Regions from separate parts of the Mus musculus genome. Here all the other regions are linked to region 7. Evidence: chromatin contacts called from public Micro-C and promoter capture Hi-C data. All regions are on one chromosome and are shown on one strand. Each heading gives the region's core, a stretch centred on a gene start, on an enhancer-like site or on the middle of the called end of the contact. The rest is flanking DNA. Distances are from core to core; before and after follow the strand shown.

Region 1 (2,700 bases), core at 178-2,677, 590 kb before region 7:
CAGCCTGGGCCGTACAGTGTGAGGTTCCCCCTCCCACACACCCCCAAATAAGGAAGAAAGAAAAATAAACCCTCCAAATGACACTAGCACAATCGGTTTATTCACAAATAAATAAATACACACCAGGCAAAGCTTGTGCCTGCTTCATCTTTAGAGCGTGTACCCTATTGGGCGCCTCCTTCCAAGGAGGGTTGGAATGGTACAGTCTGGATGAGGGCCAGCTCCCACCCCGGGATGCCCATGTTGGTATCACTGCCGCCTCTTCCAGGATCTACTCCCTCCGAAGGTGCCAAGACCAAAGGAAAAGTGTCTGTGCTCAGACAGGGTGACAATCATCCGTTGCATTGTCCCCTCCACTCTTCAGGCAGGCGGCCACTCCTGCGGCGGCGTCCAGGTTTCTAGAAGAGCCAGCATGTCGCTGCTGAAGAGCTGCAGGAAGAGTGAACAGCGCCACAATCAACACCTGCCCCAGGGTCAGGTCCGCGCTCATCCGCTCCACGCTCAAGGTTAAGCGAGCAAGCAAAGCGTCCTTAATCCCTGCCTGTCCAACTCCCACCCTGTTCGGACACCCAGGGCACACGGGGATGCGCCCAAGGGAGATCCTGAGTGCAGCAGAGAGGCTGGTCCGCGACGTGGGGCTGTGCGTCGCGCACCAACAGTAGGGGGCGCCACCTCGACAGTGTGGGGGAAGGGGTTACTAACCGGAGATGAGGGACTGGGCTCCATTTCCTGCCTTTCCTGGGATGCTGTTTCTGCGTACAGGAACGATGGGTCCCACGATTCTGCGGCGACTCGGGGTCTAGGGTAGGCAGGCGGGGATCCCCACGACACCCCGCTGCAGACGGCCGGGCTTAAACGGGGACCGAGCGACTGCGACTGCGCCAGGTCGCTGTCGGGGCACAGCGGGCAGCCTCGAGGTGACACCGCGTGCCGCTGTCGCCGGAGGTTGTCCTCGCTGAGTCCCAGCACAGCCGACAGGTGGCCAATGTAGCGGATGGCCAGGCGCAGCGTCTCGATCTTGGTCAGGTTCTGGCCGGTTGGTGCCACGGATGGCGGCAAGAAGCGGCGCAGCTCGTGCAGCGCGCGGGCGAGTGTGCGCATACGTAGCTTCTCCCGCTCGCTGGCGCTCTGCCGCTGTCCGCTACCCAGGCGGCTACCGTGCGTCCCGCGCCTACCCGGGGTCCCAGCACGCCGGGCCGGGCGGGCGCAGGGTGGTGCAGGGCTGCTGGCCTGGGCACCGTCCCACGGGTCCGAGGACCAGGCTGGGGAGCAGACGCTGTTCCCATCGGAAGGCATCGGTGGCTGCCGACCAGCGGGACTCAGGATCCAGGACTCGGAGCGCGGCTCGCACAGGGGCTGGGCCATGGCAGCGGAGGCCTGACCATTGGGTCCGCTGTAGCTTTATCCTGAGCCCTAGGTGTGAAGCGGGCCCCTTCCAGAATTCATCAGCATATCAAAGCCGGCTCGAGCCAGGAGGGGGGCAGGGCCTGAACCCTTTGAACCATAGCAGGGGCTCTGAGGTGCAGGACCCCTTAGTCCAGTCTGCTCCACCTGGACCATATTTGGGGCCTCAGTAAGTCAGGCACCTATGGCCAGGACTGCCAGTTGAAAGAACCATGCTCAGAGAACTGAAGTCTAGCTCCTAGGCTTAGGGTACACCTTCATTTATTAGGGACCCTACGCCATTTTTTTCCATCACTTTAATTTACAAATTGTATAACAAGAGACTTCGGGATTGCATTGGCCAACTGTGGACTAGGGACCTCTAGACACGGAGAGAACTCTAGTTCAGTCCTTCCCAGAGGCTTGGATGTGGCCTGTAGTCCTCCCTGATGTCCAGGCTATGGGAGGCACATTGAAGAAACCATCCCGACCGACCTGTGAGGTTGCTGGGGTGTCCGGGCAGGGGGAGAGGTGAGCCTGCCTCCCCACACTACAAGTCACTTCTAGTCTTGGCAAGATGGGGAGCTTGGTCCCCTTCCCAGCCCTCCCATGACTGGAGCTCTGCTGCTTTGGTCAGCTACAGTGAGTAAAAAGTCCTTTGACAAAACTCAACTCCTTGAGCTGGTGGCACACTTGGGAGGTGAAGGCAGGAGGGTCAGGAGTTCAAGGCCAGGCCTAGCTGTATATGGCCCAGGTTAACATGGGCTACATAAGATCCTGTGTTGGAAAAAACAAAACAAAACAAAACAAAACCCAAAAACCCTGAAAAGCAGAAACCTTCATCTGTCCCAATGGCAGTTTTATAATCTATTTCATAGGATGCTACCTGTTAGGTTCATAGGCTGCCTTTTATTTTTTAAAGATGTGTGTGTGTGTGTGTGTGTGTGTGTGTGTGTGTGTGTGTGTGTGCTGGTGCCCCCACACAGGCCAGAGGTGTCACGTTCCTTAGGATCGGGCCTTGCAGGCAATTGTAAGCTGCCTGAGGTGGCTTCTGGGAACAGAACCTTGGGTTCTTCAAGAGCAACATGTGCTCTTCTTAACTGCTGAGCCGTCTCTCCAGTGTTCTTCCTCCCACATCTTGAAACATGGTCTCATGTAGCCCAGGCTAGCCTCAAACTTACTCTAACCCAGCTGGCCTTTAGCTCCTGATCCTGCTGCCTCAGCTTACTGCAGTTGTGAGCCTGGCTGTTGAGGATGCCTGCTCTTACCATACCTGTTCAGTGTTGTACTGAATGAAGGGACTAGGTTGGAAAAATA
Region 2 (2,834 bases), core at 80-2,579, 730 kb after region 7:
TTTCCCTTCATTGAGGCTGAGGGGGGCTCCTTCAGTATCTGCTCTGGCCCCATCCCAGTCTTGCTCAAGGTAAACATTTATCTTATGATCAAGGGGACCAGTGACCTGACAGTGGGTATTGTATCTCGAGATACAATATACGTATGTGTCCATGTGTGCGTATATGTATCTCCAGATACAATATACGTATGTATCCATGTGTGTGTATATGTATCTCCAGATACAATATAGGTATGTGTCCATGTGTGTGTATATGTATCTCCAGATACAATATAGGTATGTGTCCATGTGTATGTGTGTGTATATGTATATTCAGATAAGCAAGTTGTGAAAACCCTGCAACAGTACAATTTCCTATTGGAAAATGAATAACAAAATAGTGTATACTTAAGGGGAAATAAGAAAAATTCTTAGGCTCTGTATATTTCTATAACACCTTCATGCTTCATTCCGCATGACCAGGGGTGTGGAGATGCACACCTGGAATCCCAGTATTGGACATGTGGAGGCCAGAGGATTGGGTGTTTAGGGCTAACTTCGGCTACATAGCAGGTTCAAAGTCAGGCTGGGTTAGATGAGACGATATTCTCCTAACCCCAATAGAAACAGATAGTTTCTAAGAACAGGGGGTACCACTTATGTCCAGCCTCTTCTTTTCCATTTTTCCAAAACAGCCAGTGTATGCCTCTGTGTGAGGCATCTTTTGTATCATAAAAGATAATTAATTATTAAAGAGTGTGCATCATCAATTATTAAATCCTGTCAGGTAAGTTTAAATTTAGTTTGAAGACTGTAGATGAAAGTGTTGTCCCCCAACTTTGCACGTGTAACTCGGGTGTCACTCTAGGAAGAAAGGGGAGAAGGAAATGGTGTGATTTTGGCTTGTTTCTGCGACTGTGTGATGCTTAGCCCCGAGCCACCACCTGTTTGTGATAAAGACAGCGCTTTCAATATCTTCTAGTTTTGGAAAACGAGTCGCCGATACTGTGAGAAAAGGAGGCTGAGCCACAACACGAAGACACATTTCCAGGATGCTGACAGAAAGAGGAGGGAGAGAGTAACCAAGGTGGCTTCCCAAAGGAGGCGTCCTGGAGCAAGGCCAGGAAGAGGTTGGTTTGGGAAAGGGCAGCAGACAGAGGGCAGGACCACAGAGGACCCGGCTTGAGTGAGCCAGGCTACCCCATCATGCTTTTTCTGAAACAGGCTGGGGTCCCCGCCCCTGCGGTGGCCCTGAGCTCTGGGGAAGCCCAACCTACTTCAGTTTTGGACTCTGCCCAGGAATTTCCACAGAAGTGAACAGGCCAAAGCCCAAGCAGGTTGGACCCAGCCCTCCCACAGCAACCTGTGCTTCAGTCAGTCAGTTCTTAACAGTCAATCCCTCCTGACGCTGCCTTCTCACTACAAATCTGTGAGTAGTGTGGGCTCCTCTCCTCTCCGTACAGCAGTGAATGCGAGTGCCCAGGTAGCAGGCATCCCCCAGCCCTGGCTGCATGCTCCACATGCCCTCTGAGGGTCTGTGTCTGGGGAAGATCTGCTTAGCCAGCTGCTGTTGAGTAGGGAAGGCCTAAGGTGTGGGCAAGAGAGGGACCGCAGTGGGGAAACGGGAGTTTGGGCTCTCATTTGCAGGTGAGCTAACATCTAAAAGCAGCTTCACTGAGAATGAGGAATGTTCGGTTTTGAGTGGAACAGTCCTGGGTAGCGCTGGCTTCAAGATGGATGAAATGAGCACTTCCTCCCCTGCCAATGATTTTCACCGGTTGTAGGAAGTAAAGATAACTAAGGGCTCTTTTCTGAGCCGTGCCCACACCAGTGCCTACGCCATCCCCTCTTTCCCTTCCTGGTGACTGGTGACTAAGGGACAGTTCACTGTTGGAGCTTACAAGGACTTGCATCTCCCAGGATCAGGAGAGAGGGCAGAAAGGGTGTCTCTCCCACTCTCCCCTTCTCTCTCCCTCTCCCTTTCCCCTCCCCCTCGCCCTCCCTCTCTGGTTCCTTTTCTCTCTCCTGGCCCTCCTTTCGGCTGTGGACCCTCTGTGACATCTTTGTCTTTCAGCTGAAGAGCCTAGCACATGGCAGACGACACACCGAGGCAACGAGAGTCCATTTCCCTCACACCTGTGGCCCATGGCCTGGAGAACATGGGGGCCGAGTTCCTGGAAATAATGGTCTGTCCTCTTCCCCTATAGCACCTCCTCAGCCTGACTGGCATCTCACAGGGGTGTGGGGTGGTGTGGGGCTCAGCTTGATTGGCATCTCACTAGGTGGGGTGGCTCAGTTTGACTAGCAGCTCATAGTGGGAGGGCCCCTCAGCTTGACTGGCAGCTATGGGCTGGGGGACTGTGTGTTTCACTCTGTGCTCTGAGCTCTGCTTGTGTAGTACCTCCCCAGCACAAAGCACCCCCTTTATTTCACCCCTTAAACATGTTCTGAGTACCCACTGTGTGATGTACCCACTGTGTGCTGTCAGCAAAGGTCCCAGGAGGGAAGAACATCTGGTCTACAAGATGAGAGGGGAAGCAGATGATGGGGTGGGGTGTCCTTGGCATTTAAAGAACTTGCCATCTTGTCTTGGCTCCCCAAAGGCCAAGCAGAGGACTGAAAAGCTTGACATGATACCTTCTGCCCTCCCTCCCTTCCCTAACAAGGCTCCCTCTTCTTTACCAAGTGCCCCCTAGCCCCCTACTTGGACAGTGCAGTAAGAAGTGCCCTGGAGTCATGCAGTGGGGCGGGCCTGCCTGGGATCTTCCTTAAGGGTTTCCTTCGGGTCTCCAGGAAGCCAGAGTGAAATGCTGAGGCAGGATATGTCTGTACATAGTAGATGCTCAATGCATGCA
Region 3 (2,700 bases), core at 143-2,642, 830 kb after region 7:
CAAAGCAGGGCCGCTGTGAGCCAGTCCGCGAGGGGAGGGCCGGGGCTTCCTGGAGCTTCACTAGCAAGGTCACTGTGGAGTTGTCAAGGCCAGACTTTTGGTGGGCGGAGAGAAGAGCCTTAGACTTGTACGTGCATCTTGGCTAAAGGCAATTTCTCTAGGGATCCAGCTACCAGCTGAAAAAAAACAAAACAAAACAAAAAAAAACAAAACAAAAAATCTACCCTCTAAGACTGCTAGTTGAAAACACCACAGACTGGGTGGAATAACGGGTGTCAGTACAAAAACTTTTCCTGTTTTTCAAGACACCTTGGAGGAGCCAGTCATATTTTTATAGGACAGCGTGCTTTAACTTGACAAAGGAGCCGCGTGCCAAAGGCCAGAAAAGAGAACCAGTTTCTAAAGCTGCTCCAGCCTTATCCGCTCCGGAAGCCGCCCTGTATCCTCCTTTGGTGGCGAAGATCGATGCTCAAGGACGTTGCAGCTGCCACAGGGACCAAGCACCTGTGTCTGTCACAGCAGGGACTTCAGCCCGGAGCACATCTCCGGGTCTTAACAGTAGCCAGTCCGCGGGCAGGAGTCTCAGCCACTCAGGGTCGCACCCGGGTGCGTGTAGGAAAGGTGTGGACTGAGGAAAGGAAGCTACGTCCCGGTCCCGCCAGGGTCCCGGTGGACCTAGAGAGCAAAGAAGGGCGGGAAGGCCCTCGAAGTGGCTGGCTCTGGGTATCAGATGCACACCCAGGGGCGTCGCCCTCCAGTTTCAGCTACCGAGAGGTTAAGAGACTCATCTGGAGTCACACAGCTAGCTATCTGGTAGCACTTGGGGGGCTGCAGTTCTGATCCCTGCTGGACGGACGCACAACTCTTCATTTGGTTCGGATCCTTGGGACTGTCGAACCTGGAATCGTCCTTTGGTTAAGAGGACCGGCTTTCCCTAACCAACTTCGAAATATTGCAGTCCCACAGGTCTGAGTGCAACCAGAGGCGTGACGTGCCAGGTCTTGGAGCAAGGGCTATCCCTGGTAATAACGCCTGGGACCTGGAGTGTAGTTCCCCATGGACTTCGGAACGCTTCGGACTGAGGTCCTTCCAACTGGTCTCTTAACGGACGATAGCTCCAAATCTCAAACACAGTGACCTGACAGTGAACGAACTCGGTAGCCCCTGAAGCAGAATGGCTCTGTATCCTTCAGCAAGTCCTTTCCTTTCTCCGGACGGGCTGGCTAGGTGCCCCTGCGGTCGCGGCCGCGCATGCTCTTGGACGGGCGGTACAGGGAGCGGGCGGCGGGCGCCCCAGCTGCTTTGCATTGACGCCAGCAGCCGCTGGAGGTCACCGCTGGGGGCTGGGCGCGGCGAGTTGCCCGCAAGACGCGGTCCGGAGCACGGAGCGGGAGTCTCGGATGCTCAACTCCTGGCTCGCGCAGCCGCCTCGGCGCTTCTCGACGGCGCGGCCCGACCGGAGTCGAGGCGCTCGCTCCGTCAGCGAGCGGGTCCCCAGCTCGGAGTGCGGGCGCCGAGGGCTGGGCTCCCCTACGGTAGCCCGACTAGGGGCGCTCACCCAGCCGTCCGCCGGGCCGAGGAGAGGCACCGCCAGGCGAGCGAGCGCCCGTTTCCTCGAGAGTCAGACGAGGCGAGGGCGGCGGTGCAAACGCGGCGCGGGCTCGCGGCTCCCGGTGGCGAGAGCGCAAATCTCCACCCCCGACATTTCCCCGGAAGCGCGGCGGCTGCGGCGCGCGCGGCGATGTGAGGGAGACAGCGGCGGCTCCCGCCTCAGGAAGGGCATGTTCGGAGGGGCGTCCGCGGCGCGCCTCTCGCCCCAGCGCCCCCTCCCCACGGCCGCCGCGCCCGCAGCGCAATAAAAGGGGCGGCCGCGCTTCCTGACGCGAGACCCGCGCTTGCCGCCGCCGCCCACCCGCCTGCCCGCCCGCCCGCTCAGGCCGCGATGACACGGCGCCCGCGGCGGCCCCGAGGCGCCGGGCGGGCCGTTTGCTGACCGGATCGCGGCTGCCCGCCAGCGAGTCCGCGGTGCCGCCGCCGCCAGTATGGGCTGCGCCCCGAGCATCCACACTTCCGAAAACCGAACGTTTAGCCACAGCGACGGCGAGGACGAGGACGTGGACGTGGACGTCCCGGGCCCCGCGCCGAGATCTATTCAGCGATGGTCGACCGCGCCCGGGCTCGTGGAGCCTCAGCCTCGGGATAACGGCGCCTCGAAGGTGAGCCGCACTGGGAGGGCGGGGAAACAAACGCGGGGCACTGGGGGCCCTCTAGGCAGCCGCCCTGGCGTTGACCGACGCCAGCCGCCCGCGTTTGCGGGCTGTCGCGGACCGAGGCTTAACAGGGCTATGACGCGGCGCCGCGGGATCCGCCGTGTCCGTTCCTTCCCGGCCGGGGTCGGACGCGGCGAGTCAGTTTTCTCCCAGCGGGGTGGGTGGGGGACCCGGGATATCCCCGGCACGTTCCTGACATGGTAAACCAGAGTGCACTTTGCTCTGGCATTCCCAGAGTAGAAAGGCAAGGGTTGTCCGCACTGGGAAGGGTCTTAGATGCCACCAGTTCCCCCCCCCCCTCACCCCCTGCCTAGCTTATCCCAACCTCTGTCCTCTCATTGCACAAGCAGTTTCACTTTTCCACTTTTTTGGGGGCCATTGAAATGTAACCTGGAACATAGGTTTGGCTTCACTGCACGCTTTATCTGAA
Region 4 (2,731 bases), core at 54-2,553, 510 kb after region 7:
CACGTCTATTTCTGATAAAGTAAGACTGCTCTTTGCCTGTAGCAGCTCTCCTGCGACCACCTGCTTGTCCTTGGCATTCATCCCCATGCACAGGGGCCTTGTTCTAGACTTTGGTTTTGTTTTTCTTTTTTTTTGAGACAGGGTTTCTCTGTGTAACCTTGGATGTCCTGGAACTCGTTCTGTAGACCAAGCTGGCCCCAAACTCACAGAGATTCACCTGCCTCTGCCTCCCAAGTGCCTGGATTAAAGGTTTGCACACGCCGCCGCCCGCCCCCCCCCCCTCCTTCTGTGGCAGCCCCAGGTACTTGTCAGGCAGAGTAACAGGCACTCCAGAAATGCATAATAAATTGACACAGATAATCAGCTTCTCTATTTAAGTTACCTGGTTTTCCTGTACAGAGAGCCTGAGAGGTAGTATCAAATGAAGAATCTCATTTTTTTTCAAACTTTCATAACCAGCAACAAAGACTCCTGAAATAAAACAGTAACTATGACAAAGAGTTAGAAATATCGTGGATCGTGGCTGGATTTATAAATTCTCCCAATACCTTCCCCATTCTCTGAGTAGCCTTGTGTCAGGGGATGGAAGTTGAATGGGTCTCCCTAGCGGCTCAGACTTTAAAATTCAGCCCATGAGGCAGAAACGCATCTCGTTTAGTAGCAGGCAAGATATATTACCTTTTTCACCAATCCACTCAAGGACTCGAGTGGCTCCTGAGAGGTCAAATGCATGGAAGTCTTGGTACCTGCAGGATAGGGTTACAAAAATCACGCGACGCACAGCTAACCAAGAACTGGGAGATCGCTGAAGGACTGGTGGAACCAGGCTCTGGAGTTAGGTAAACATGGGGCTGAATCTTTTCTTCTGCATTTTCCTCCCTGGTGTATGAGACCGGGCTGGCCATAAGGAACCAAGCCTTGGTTCCTCACCTGCGGAACTCCCATAAAGTTGATTTCCCCAAGTTGAGGTGAACAATCAGGAGAAACCTGTGTTCAAGTTAACCTAGAATCCGGCCCAGGGTAACCGGCCATGTGTGCCTTATCAGCCCTCACATGCGCGGATCTGGTCACATTACTTGCTTACAAAGGACCCAGAGTCCCAGAGCTAGAGGCCGGGGGTCAGGACCTCCATCGGTCCGTGCCTGGGCACTGCCCACGAGCCCACAACCGCACGCGCCCTCTCCCATTGCCCATCAGACCCGCCCACGGGCCAATTTACAATCGCAAAGACTCCACGAGCCAGTCCTCAGCGAGCTCCATAGCAACTGTGGCTTCCGTCGCTCCACTTCCGCCAGCCAGACTTCCTGGGCAGGCGCGCGCTCTCGCGAGGAGAGGGCGTGGTCTTCCGCTGGCTGGGGCGGAAGCGCTCAGCGCTGCGCGAAGCCCTGTTGATGTTTCTTCTGTTCTGTGTGCAGAGTCCGGGTGAAAACGACGCAAAAAAACCAGATCCATCGATGTCAGCTACAAGCAGGATCGGAGACATCAAATATACCCCTAATGTATATTTAGGATCAAGAATGTGCAGCCAAAGAGCTGTCAGTGTCCCAAAGCAGGTACAATACAGACTTAATTGGCACTTCAAGTGAACAGTTAATTTAAGTTTGCGTGTATTGTCCGTAAAGGATACTTAAGGACTTTTTTATTTTTTAAAATGAAAGGAATCTTGTTTAACTGGGGATGTAGCTCAGCTGCTAGAGTGCTTGCCCGGCATGCACGGAGTTAGCTTTTCAGTACCCCGTAAAAATAGACAAAAAACCCAGCGCGGTGGCGCATGACTGATCAGAAGTTTTAGGTCATCATCTGCTGCATAGAGAGTTCGAGGCCAGTCTACTGTTACACAGGACACGATCAACAAAGTATCTGACATTCCAACTTAATTTTTATTCGATAACTTTGGCAACATGTATGGAGGACCCTACATTCGGAGAAGAAAAAGAACACAGCAGGGCTGGATTCTAGTGTGGCTCTCTCCCGTATGCACCAGGTAGTGCACTAAAGTTTGCCATGGGGATCAAAGGTGGGGCGAGTGCAGCATAGTGTAGGTAGCCCCCCACTGCAGGGGAAGAAGCTTTTGGTAGCAGAACTCACTCGTGGCTGGATCAGTGCAGCCAACACAACACCTGACTGCTGAGAGCTGGCTGGCTGGTGCCATGGTGGGGGGTGATGGGGCTTTTCTAAGACCACCCTAGCTCTCTGAACATGCCACCCTCCAGAACCCTTCCCTCTTTCCTCAAATGTGGGTGGAAGGAGAGGCCCAGACATTCTGTGTAAAGAGCAGTATTTTTATTCACCACTTCACCAGGGAAGCAAGAAATACAGCAGGAAAGACTTTGTGTCTGCATCATTAACATTCCTGGTGACCCAACCAGAAATCACAGTAACAGATTAACACATTTGAGCTTAGGATTTACATCCAGAGGAGGCCACTGCTAGGGTTCCATTGTCAGCTTCCCTGGATGGACACATTCTAAGCCCAGCATCCGGTTTGTTCCATTATTGGCATCACTTCTGCAGTAGTGGCTCCAGCAGCCTCCTGTACTGAAGGCAAGAAGGGAAGACTTGACTCTGGAGTCCACAAATCAGGGAAATGCTGAGTGTACCCAGGAGGGCAGCTGCAGGCTCTCAGCTGAGCCTCTCAGTGAGAACCTTTCTCCCTGGAAGACCTGAGGAGTCAGGGGGATTGGTTTTCCCAGAATATAGCCCCAACTTCACAGGGTAGTCATGACAACTA
Region 5 (2,955 bases), core at 323-2,822, 560 kb after region 7:
GCTGAGGCAGAGGCAGGTGGATCTCTGATTTCCAAACCAGCCTCATCTACATGTGAGGCCTTATCTAAAAAAAAAAAAAAAAAAAGGAGGAGAAGGAGGAGGAGGAGGAGGAGAAAGAAAGGAAGGAAGGAAGAAAAGGTCTTTCCAGATGGAGGATACATGTGCTCAGTGACAGATCACTTGCCTAGTGCTAGGAATGATTTTCAGCACATTTGAAAAACAATCAAACAAACTTAAAAAAGAAAATACGGTTATTTACCCTGACTCAAGATGCGAAGGCAGGAGTCCAGCTCAAAGCCAGCTTGGGCTACACGGTGAGTTCCAGGCAACAGGGCAGAGTCATACCAGCCAGTGATGCCATGTTGTGACATATATCTATAAATCTACCTCTCATGAGGCTGAGGCAGGAGGACTACATAGCAAGACTCTGTCTCGAAATAAAGTAATAAAAATAAGGTCTTTCAAAACTAGAAGCGCGGTTCTGGTAGCCTGTGATGAATGCAAGGCCCTGGTATTGATCCCCATCACCGAAATAGGAGTCCATACAGAAGACAGTTAAGTGACAGCTACTCCTTAAAGCTGTTCTGACTGGAATGTCTCACAATTTTGTATGTATGTCTAAGAAGAGACGGACCTACTTTTCTATGTAATAATTATAAACAGGGCAAAACAAAGTCCTGTTCCAAAATAAACCAAATCTTTAAATGAGACAATTCTTAATACCAAAATACGAGGGGGGTAGGGAGGCAGGGAAAAGGTCAATTGCTACCAGAACATTCGGTTCAGGAGACAAAAAGGTGACCGTGTTCTCAGTACCTTCTAACACATGAGCTAGAAGACAGCAAGACTGAAGGATAAAATCTGATTTAAGTTTCAAGATTTCTGTTCCACTGACATCTATCATCAAAGATTCAGTGGACTGTCACCTTTCTGCCAAGGAAACTGGCACACAAGTGGTATAACAGATTCAACTCCGAGCTTAGAGTGACCCTAGTTAAAATGGATGAAGCTCACTGAGGTCTAGCTGGGCTGAAAGGTGGCTACACAATGAAAGCAACACAACGGCTCCTGTGGGACCTGTAATGGCTTTCCCCAGAGCCCCACCAGAAACGGTTAAGTCTGCCGCTTTACAGTGTCCCAAACTCCCACTTACAAAGCGCCCTATAGTTTTCACTTACTCCCCTGCCTCCTCGGGGGGAAGGGATCGCAAAGGTTCTCTCCTTCCCTCTCGGTCCCCCGAATCTGGTGCTATGAATGGGGGCAAAGAGGTCTTGGCTACCTACAGTCTGCAAAGAAAGAAATGATCCATACAGGCAACCGACCCACGCAGGCCCTCAATCCCGCCCAGAGATCCGCGGGGCGCCCCGCAACGGCAAAGAGACCAGAGGAACCCTGGCAGAGAGAGAGAGGGCGGCCCGTCTCACCTGCCTCTTGTTCATCCGCCGCACATCGTCTAGAAAGTCTAGAGACAGCATGGTGAGATGGAGAGCGCGACAACTAGCAGCCAAGAGGGCGCGATAGAACCACCAAGAGGGACCGCTGCAACACGGGCCGGGCTCACCGTGGACAGAACCCCCTGATGCCTGCACTTCCGCTTCCGGGGCGGGAGCAGGCGAAGCTCCTCCCTTCTGAGCAGAGAATGGACAAAGAATGACTTGTGAGCCCCCTAGAACAGCCCAGGGCCTGGCCTTGTCAAAAAAGGACCGTAGCCTTCTCCGGCCGAGAACCGGCTGAAGGCTGCTTTCTGTGCTCAGCCCGCGCGGCGGCTCCCGAAGACAGTGACCCTAGGTTAGCTAAGCCCACAGCGTGCGGAAGGCGGGCCCTTGGACAGGCCTGGCCAATCGGAAGCCGAGTCTGCGCCAGCGCGAAGTCGGTGTCTTCCTGCGTGCTGCTGGGGCACGGGTGTGGCTCGGGACGTGGTGCCTTGCTGTTTGTTCTCAGGTGGAGCACGCTGCGGTTCGCTACCGGAAGCTGTGTGTGTCTTTTAAAGCATTGTATACACACACACACACACACACACACACACACACACACACACACACACACGCCAATTGATCACAAGATGCCTTAGTGTCATGAGGGCACTGGTGGTGCAGGTGGCCAGGAAGACCCGTCTCAGTTTTGACCTTTACCAACAGTGATTTGCTTTGTCTCCTGACACTTGGATGTGAGCCATTTATTTGACCCGCAAATTTTCACAGGGGCGGGGATTAGAAGTGACATCATTGCCATGGGGTTTCTTTTGGTGGGTGATAGATGTACAACTCCATGTATATACTAAAACCATTGAATTGTGCGCCTTAGTGGACTGTATGGTATGTGAATTATAGCACAATAAAGTAGGTGTGAGAATGGAAAGGAAACCGCTGATGTCTTGTTCACTGTTAAATTCCCAGTGGTGGCCGCACAGCTGGCATGTATAAGGCACAAAATCAGTACTTGAATTTAAAGAGAGGAAAGAGAGAAAGACTATCTTCAACTATTAGTAGAAACCTTACATTTACTGAGATGGGATAGGAAATGTTTAGAATTTCCAAGTTAGAAAGTTTTATAAAAGAAAATACATAGAAACCCCCATGGGGTGCCCCATAGGTATCCCAGCTTCCGTGACAGTACCAGATATGTGTATCAGAATGACTTCTTCATTAATAACTGTTGATGTGGTTCTCGATCTAAATTCTGGCTAGTAGAAACCTTCACATAAGCTTGTCAGTGTTAAATTCAACCTAAGTTCAAATTAAGTGGGAATGAGCTTTGACCCTGTATTTTGTGCCTTGAAGAGCCCCAAGAGCAGCTCAAAATCCTGTGGGTCCAAAAAAGGTGAATAAGCTATTTAGTTGGGAAGCTTTAAAAGCATCTCGTACAAGTGGGTGATGGGGGGAAGACAGGTAGATCTCTGCAAGTTCGAGGCCAGCCTGGTCTAAATAGTGAATTCCAGGACAGCCAGAGATTCAT
Region 6 (2,929 bases), core at 394-2,893, 670 kb after region 7:
ACGCCTTCCTCCATCTGGAATAGTGCTTCCCCCATGGTCTACTTGGTGAGCACCTATTTCTAAAATCACATTTAAGCTCTATCTCCTTCCTAACCGAAACTCACCACTCGGTTTCTTTATGCTTTTATGCCCCTCTCTCTAGTTCTGCCCTTGCGTGTTGCCCCTTGCAGTGTCTTACGTATTAGTCTATCTAGTTATTTTGTAAGCCTCTTTGAGGCCTGAGATCATGTGACCCCAGTTGGTAAATATTTAAAAGCTGGTACTGAAGCTAGAGGGATCTTAAGGCATGCATCTTCAGAAGACTCAAGAACAAAGATGAATGGGGGCGTGTGCTCACAACACAACTCCTCCACCCGAGGCTCAGGGATCATTGTTGAAGAGAAAGGGGGAAGACTGTAGAAACAAGAAGTTTCGGTAACAGTGTATCTCCTAGAAATGTCAGAAATTATATACATGAAGTCTCACCAACACCTAGACATGCTGCCTAAACATGACCTGATGAGGGATGATACAAGTAACCGTGCTGTCATGGAACAGGGAAAGTTCACAGGGCCTCAAACCTAAACAAATAACTATAGGCAATTAAGGAATGCTGAGAGCCAGAGAAACAGTCTTCCCCAAGGGGAAGCAGACCAACTGGTTATCCAGTACCAAACGGTCAGCCTGAAGATATACACACACGTAACATTATACAGACTGGGCAGGTTGTGTGTGTGTGTGTGTGTGGTGTAACAACAATTAAAGAAATATTTGTAACAAGAATTAAAGAAAAAGAGGCCATGAAATTGAAATAGAGTGAGCAGGAGAGCAAAGGAGAGCTTAGAGGCAGGAAAGAAAAGAAAATATAGGGAATGCATTTTTTTTTTAAAGAGTGTTTTGGTAAGTCAGGAATGAAGGCACACACCTGTAGTCTCAGCAATTGCCTTGAAGCCAGGACTGAGAGAGAGAATAAACAAATATTTCGGTGAAGACCTTTGATTGGCCCAGGTTAGGTCTGTGGTCAGGGACAGATAAACCCACTGTGGTCACTCCCAAAAACTAAGCGCCAGGTTTAAGCTGTGCTTAGCAGCTTGCTCTGGGAACGGTGAAGGATAGAATCGTTTTTCTAAGCATTAGGACTTGGCCCATTTTCTGACCTTAGGAAATGGAGCCTGAAGGGATGGAAGAGGTTGGATTATTCTAGAAGCCTTTGATGAACCACTAATCTATGCTAGATACTGCTAAGGGTTTGGGGGAGACACACAATGTATACCCAGGAATCTTGGGCTCCTTTGGATAGAGGGAGGTCACTGATAGAGGTGACAGAGTATGTCTTAAGTAGTGGCCCACAGACCACTGGCTGGTGGCTGTCAGTGTGGCCCCTTTCAGGATCTATCTTAAGCTCTCCTCCCCTAGGAACTCTTCTCTACCCTCGTTCTACTTGTTTCTCTAAAAACTGAAAGAAAGCCAGAAGAAAGTTGTGAGGAGGCTGGGGTTCTAAGGACCCTTTCTTTCTGTCTCTGGGTCGGCATTCACGGAGTTTCTCTGCAGGCCTCCCTGGCTCCCGGGTTAGGCTGAGTAGCTGCCTAAACCGGGGGAGGGACAGCAGCAGGTGACAGCAGCCCCGGGTTATAAATAGGGGCGCGCGTCAGAGTCGGGCAGGAGCCGGGGCTGGAGGCAGGGGCTGCGGTGCCATGGGGTCGCGGAGGGCCGCGGGCCGGGGCTGGGGCCTGGGTGGTCGAGCAGGAGCTGGTGGAGATAGCGAGGACGACGGGCCGGTGTGGACGCCCGGCCCAGCCAGTCGCAGCTACTTGCTTAGCGTGCGGCCAGAGGCTAGGTGAGTCGCCCAGGGCCCTGGGTTGCCCCAGGCTGCTCTGTCCTTTGGGTGGTGGCCGGGTGTGGCCAGGCTCTCAAAAGCACTCTGAAATCTGGAGGCCTGGGTAAAACCGGGGCCCTCAAACTTTCTCAACCCTAAGGCCCTGAGGACCCTCTTGGTACCCTTTTGGTCCCTTGAGGGCCCCAGGGTTTCAAATGTGTGGCCCAAGAGGGGAAAGGCCATAGTTTGGAGTGATTTTACAGGGGCCCTTTCCTTATCTCCCTCGCCCACACCAAGCTAACCCCAGGGCTGAATTCCACAGTTAGTGATAAGGGGATCCAGAGTGGCTGAAATTCCTCAGGCTTCAAAGGAGGGGACTGCTGGTTGATGGGTGTGGGGGGAGCCATTAGAGGCTGTTTAGCTTAGAGTCCGAGATCGGCCTTGTGATAACTGAAGTTCCTCCCCTGGGCCTAGGGCTTTGGCCTTCCTGCACTGTGTTGTGTCTGGTTGAGAGGAAGGTGCCAGGAGGTGGCTGTTTGTTGGCCTTGTCTGGGGATCTAGGGAGGATCTGTGGCTTGAAGCTCAGAAGGAGTCAATTGCCCTGCCCAGTGGGACCCAGTAGGGGTTGAACTGGCACAGGAGGGGTGGGACTGGTGAACCCTTTATTGGCCTTGCAGAAAGAGACATTGGAAGGCTTTGTTTTAGGAGCTAGGTTATCCCTAGTTGCAAAGGATACACAGACACTAGGCAAGCCTTGCAAAAGACACTCTAAGAACAAGATGCAGACACCCAAGAACAAGTGCATCGCCCTGGAGACACGGAGACAGGAACTTCCTGCCCCTTGTGGGCAGCTCAGCTTCCCTCTGCTCCTGAGCCCATTTTCCAAAAGGAAATGTAACAGGGTGGGCCTTGGAGTAGGCTGTTACTTCTTAGCACCAAAATTTAGCTTGCGTAACTTGCTTCTCTGAGACACTATTTACAGACTTCTGCTCTCCGCTCAGAGAGAGAGAGAGAGAGAGAGAGAGAGAGAATAAATACATACAGGCTCGAAGGACAGTCAGGAAAAGAAGCCCTGGGCACTTCCTGGATCGTCAGAGTCCTATTGACCTTGGAGTTGGAAAAGTTCAAATGTAA
Region 7 (2,899 bases), core at 1-2,500:
AAGGCCACACAGGCCATCCTGGAGCTGGGCCTGCGGTCAGTGACTTCTGCTTCCCTAAGCACTCTTGTGTAAAACTGCACCTTATTGCGACAGCGTCCTCTGGGTGCCCGCCTACCTTGGTGAGCTCCTGCTGCAGCTGCTGCCACTGCTCGTTGTACGTCTTTCTCAGGTGCTGCCGCTCCCGGATCAGCACGCTCAGTTTGCTCAAGGGCCCCGAGTTCAGATCTTCTGCATGCTGCCGCAGCACCCGGCTCAAGTTCTCGGTCTGGCTTGTTATCTCTGCCCAGGACTACAGCACATTGTGGGATAGGGAAATGGGAAGAACAGGGCAATGGCCCGCAAGCCTGGGTTTGCATCCTTTCCAACCCCACCTCTAAGCGGGGAGGTGATGAGGGCAAGTGAATGGGAGAGCTCACGGAAGCTCACCTGGCTGACAGGGCTGTCGGGGCCGCTGCTCCAGCTCTGGCCTCCGCTGTCCTGCAAGGACATGTGGTGAAGCAATCCTGCATATTCCCGGTCACTCTTGACCCTCTGGGCCATCCACTTCCTCATGCCCTCCAATAAGCGCAGCTCAGCTTCCTGCATCTGCTGCACTGCCCCGTGGCCCTGGGGGCTGCACAGCTCTGAAGAGAAGCCCATAATGGTGTCCTGGGGACAGAAACCGGGTCATTCAGTGGAGACAAAAGAAGCGGCTGGTGATGGAAGATGAGGCTACGGTCGAAGAGGGCTGCGGGCGGGACATGGGTGGGGTTCTGCTTAGAAAAAAAAAAAAAATACCAAGAGGTGCAGAGAGCAGCCTGGACTGGGGCTGGCCCTTCTGCTTCCGATGTACTAGACTAGATTTCAGAGCCAGTGGTCCTGTTTCCAGGAACCAGACTGGAGGTCCCTAACAGGACCCTTCCCCCACACCATTCCTGGGTGTTACCGACTCCTGCCCTGCCCAGGGCCTTCAACAGTGCTGGACTGCGGCCTCCGGGAGCCACCGAAAAAAAACCCTATCACTGGGCTTTCCTGCTCTTCCCAAGATCCTAGCCCCACCCCCATCAGGTTTCAGGTTCCCAGAACACCCGCCTGGCCCCTTTCCGGTGCCCAGCCCTGCCCGTGTTCCACATAAACTCCTGGATCTCGAAGGTGGAGTTACCTTTCTCGGGCAGCTGCTCCTGGGGTAGGTGGCGGTGGACCGACTAAGGCCCAGAATCTGCCGGGCCAGTTCCTGATTCCTGCTTCCTCCTCCGTGGTTTCAGTTGCCCTAGGCCGCGGGGCGGGTCCACTATAGGGAAGAGAGAGCACAGCCCACCCCCCCATCCTGCTCCCCACTCTGCGTGCCCTGGGCCACAGCCTACAGCGACAGCTCAGCCACGGAAACGGAAGGGAGGAGGAGGCCGGCAAAGAATGGCCATGCGAAGAGTGGCCTGTGAACCAGGCACTCTCCAGGGTCCCGCGAACGCGGGGGAAGGAACCCAAAATGCAGTGGGGATGGACTCAAGGTGAGGCCTCAGGCAGGGTGTTGGGACCCCCGGGGCACCCAGGGTGTGTGGACTAATGTGAATCCTGACAGCGTGCTAGGGTGCCAGGGGGACATAGAGGAAGGAAGCCTAATCCTGTCCCTCCTCTGGATTCCCTAAGGAGACCTCAGGCGCCAGCCACTATTTGCATATAAAATCTCCAAGTCAAAATCCTAAGCAGAGGCCTGCTTCTCGGGCCCGGGTTCCGGTAGCACCCTTTCTCTCAGGCAGGGCGTTGAGTCTCAGTGGCAGCCTGGGCCAGCGTGGGGTATAGAACTGAGGAGAAATTATTTCCCCATGAGGGACTCAGGTTCCCCCAGCCATTCAATCCTGGTTTGCTGGGGTTTTTTTTGTTTGTTTGTTTTGTTTTTTCTTTTATTTTGAGAAAGGGTCTCTCTGTGTAGTCCTAGAACTTGCTATGTAGATCAGGCTGGCCTCAGATGAAGAGATGCCCTGCCTCTGCCTCCCAAATGCTGAGATTAAAGGTGAGCTCGGCTAGCTGTGATAAACACCAGAACTGAAAGCAGCCTGGAGAGAGAGATTGTCTGATTTAAGGATTAGAGTCCACCACCAAGGGAAGTCAGGGCTGGAGCTGAAACAGGAACCACGGAGGACACTGCTCGCTGGCCACTTGCTTTCACAGGCACCCCAGGATCTTTGTATGGGAAGGTAGACACCCCCAGTACACCGGGCCTTTCCACATCAGCCAGTATCAAAATGCTCCACCGACTTGCCCACAGGCCAATCCAATGGAGGCAACTTCTCAACTGAAGCTTCTCTTCCCAGGTGACACTAGCTTATGTCATGATAAAACCAAGGAGCACACAGATCTGGGTTCACTCAGGATCCCCTCAGACCTCAGCAGTGGAAGCCCTAGACCTCTTAGAGGCATTTAAGCCTTCTGACTTAAGCCAAACTGGCCCCTAGTTCCCACCCTTCCCCAGTCAAACAGCTAAGGGTCCCGAGAAGAGCTATAGACACTGGAGACCGGGCTTGGTTTGCATAGTCTGCACGTTTAATCACTTTAAAACCTCTAACATTATCTCGTGTCCATTAAATAGAACCAACAATGCCAGGCCTGTTTAAATTACAAGGAAAAAAAAAATCACTGTGCACCAACCCAGCATCTTACAAAACCAGCCTGGATGGCCGTGAGGGGTGGGCAGGAGAGCAAGGGGCACCCCTGGACAGGTAGGCTGGGTACTGAGAAGGGCTAAGGAAAAGAAAATGGGGGGGGGGGAGCCCAAGTGGGAGGGGACTGATTGTCCTAATGGGAAGGGTGCAAAAGGCACATCAGAAGAGGGGGTTTGGGGGGCATCATAGGCCAATGCTTTCTCCACCAGGGCACAGTGTTAGAAAGGGCTTGGTGGTGCCACCTGCCCACCCCTGGCACT

What was found. Promoter capture Hi-C pulls out the DNA fragments that hold promoters and counts their contacts. A called contact is a pair of places that touch in the nucleus more often than the background predicts.
Region 1: a contact with region 7 is called in a promoter capture Hi-C map of pre-B cells, with 7 times the contacts expected there. The contact joins the promoter of Mesp1 here to the promoter of Fes in region 7. A contact is called at or near these places in 2 of 39 promoter capture datasets (hippocampal neurons and pre-B cells), 1 of 15 datasets of contacts at CTCF or cohesin (embryonic stem cells), 3 of 484 Hi-C or Micro-C datasets (B cells, the N1E-115 cell line and pro-B cells) and 1 of 9 other capture datasets (embryonic stem cells).
Region 2: a promoter capture Hi-C map of liver shows a contact between it and region 7, with 4 times the contacts expected there. The contact joins the promoter of Slc28a1 here to the promoter of Fes in region 7. A contact is called at or near these places in 8 of 39 promoter capture datasets (embryonic stem cells, frontonasal cranial neural crest, hippocampal neurons and 2 more), 1 of 484 Hi-C or Micro-C datasets (embryonic stem cells) and 1 of 9 other capture datasets (embryonic stem cells).
Region 3: a contact with region 7 is called in a promoter capture Hi-C map of pre-B cells, with 2.6 times the contacts expected there. The contact joins the promoter of Pde8a here to the promoter of Fes in region 7. A contact is called at or near these places in 3 of 39 promoter capture datasets (pre-B cells, second pharyngeal arch cranial neural crest and stem cell-derived epiblast-like cells), 1 of 484 Hi-C or Micro-C datasets (CD4 T cells) and 1 of 115 datasets of contacts at active chromatin or transcription factors (large pre-B cells).
Region 4: a contact with region 7 is called in a promoter capture Hi-C map of liver, with 3 times the contacts expected there. The contact joins the promoter of Wdr73 here to the promoter of Fes in region 7. A contact is called at or near these places in 17 of 39 promoter capture datasets (the 3T3-L1 cell line, the C10 cell line, cranial neural crest and 10 more), 1 of 15 datasets of contacts at CTCF or cohesin (embryonic stem cells) and 4 of 115 datasets of contacts at active chromatin or transcription factors (embryonic forebrain, embryonic limb bud, large pre-B cells and 1 more).
Region 5: a contact with region 7 is called in a promoter capture Hi-C map of liver, with 4 times the contacts expected there. The contact joins the promoter of Sec11a here to the promoter of Fes in region 7. A contact is called at or near these places in 14 of 39 promoter capture datasets (the 3T3-L1 cell line, the SN4741 cell line, embryonic stem cells and 9 more), 1 of 115 datasets of contacts at active chromatin or transcription factors (differentiating embryonic stem cells) and 1 of 9 other capture datasets (liver).
Region 6: a Micro-C map of embryonic stem cells shows a contact between it and region 7, with 2.5 times the contacts expected there. The contact joins the promoter of Alpk3 here to the promoter of Fes in region 7. A contact is called at or near these places in 5 of 39 promoter capture datasets (embryonic stem cells, hippocampal neurons, liver and 2 more), 1 of 15 datasets of contacts at CTCF or cohesin (embryonic stem cells), 5 of 484 Hi-C or Micro-C datasets (the G1E-ER4 cell line and embryonic stem cells), 3 of 115 datasets of contacts at active chromatin or transcription factors (embryonic stem cells and large pre-B cells) and 1 of 9 other capture datasets (embryonic stem cells).

Annotation. Positions count from the first base shown.
Region 1 is chr7:79,792,163-79,794,862 of GRCm38.p6, forward strand. It overlaps Mesp1 (mesoderm posterior 1), which reads right to left and starts at 1,428. Exons shown (of 2, transcript NM_008588.2): 1 at 703-1,428; 2 at 79-429. The coding sequence starts at 1,365. The coding sequence ends at 361.
Region 2 is chr7:81,113,470-81,116,303 of GRCm38.p6, forward strand. It overlaps Slc28a1 (solute carrier family 28 (sodium-coupled nucleoside transporter), member 1), which reads left to right and starts at 1,330. Exons shown (of 18, transcript NM_001004184.3): 1 at 1,330-1,408; 2 at 2,054-2,165. The coding sequence starts at 2,070.
Region 3 is chr7:81,211,873-81,214,572 of GRCm38.p6, forward strand. Pde8a (phosphodiesterase 8A) reads left to right here and starts at 1,393. Exons shown (of 22, transcript NM_008803.3): 1 at 1,393-2,216. The coding sequence starts at 2,043.
Region 4 is chr7:80,899,966-80,902,696 of GRCm38.p6, forward strand. Wdr73 (WD repeat domain 73) reads right to left here and starts at 1,304. Exons shown (of 8, transcript NM_028026.2): 1 at 1,220-1,304; 2 at 679-746; 3 at 383-471. The coding sequence starts at 1,260. Nmb (neuromedin B) reads right to left here. Exons shown (of 3, transcript NM_026523.4): 3 at 2,262-2,538. The coding sequence ends at 2,503.
Region 5 is chr7:80,945,978-80,948,932 of GRCm38.p6, forward strand. Sec11a (SEC11 homolog A, signal peptidase complex subunit) reads right to left here and starts at 1,573. Exons shown (of 6, transcript NM_019951.1): 1 at 1,425-1,573. The coding sequence starts at 1,475.
Region 6 is chr7:81,055,957-81,058,885 of GRCm38.p6, forward strand. Alpk3 (alpha-kinase 3) reads left to right here and starts at 1,644. Exons shown (of 14, transcript NM_054085.2): 1 at 1,644-1,816. The coding sequence starts at 1,674.
Region 7 is chr7:80,386,696-80,389,594 of GRCm38.p6, forward strand. Fes (feline sarcoma oncogene) reads right to left here and starts at 1,251. Exons shown (of 19, transcript NM_010194.2): 1 at 1,142-1,251; 2 at 427-648; 3 at 116-289. The coding sequence starts at 639. Furin (furin (paired basic amino acid cleaving enzyme)) reads right to left here. Exons shown (of 16, transcript NM_011046.3): 16 at 2,499-2,899.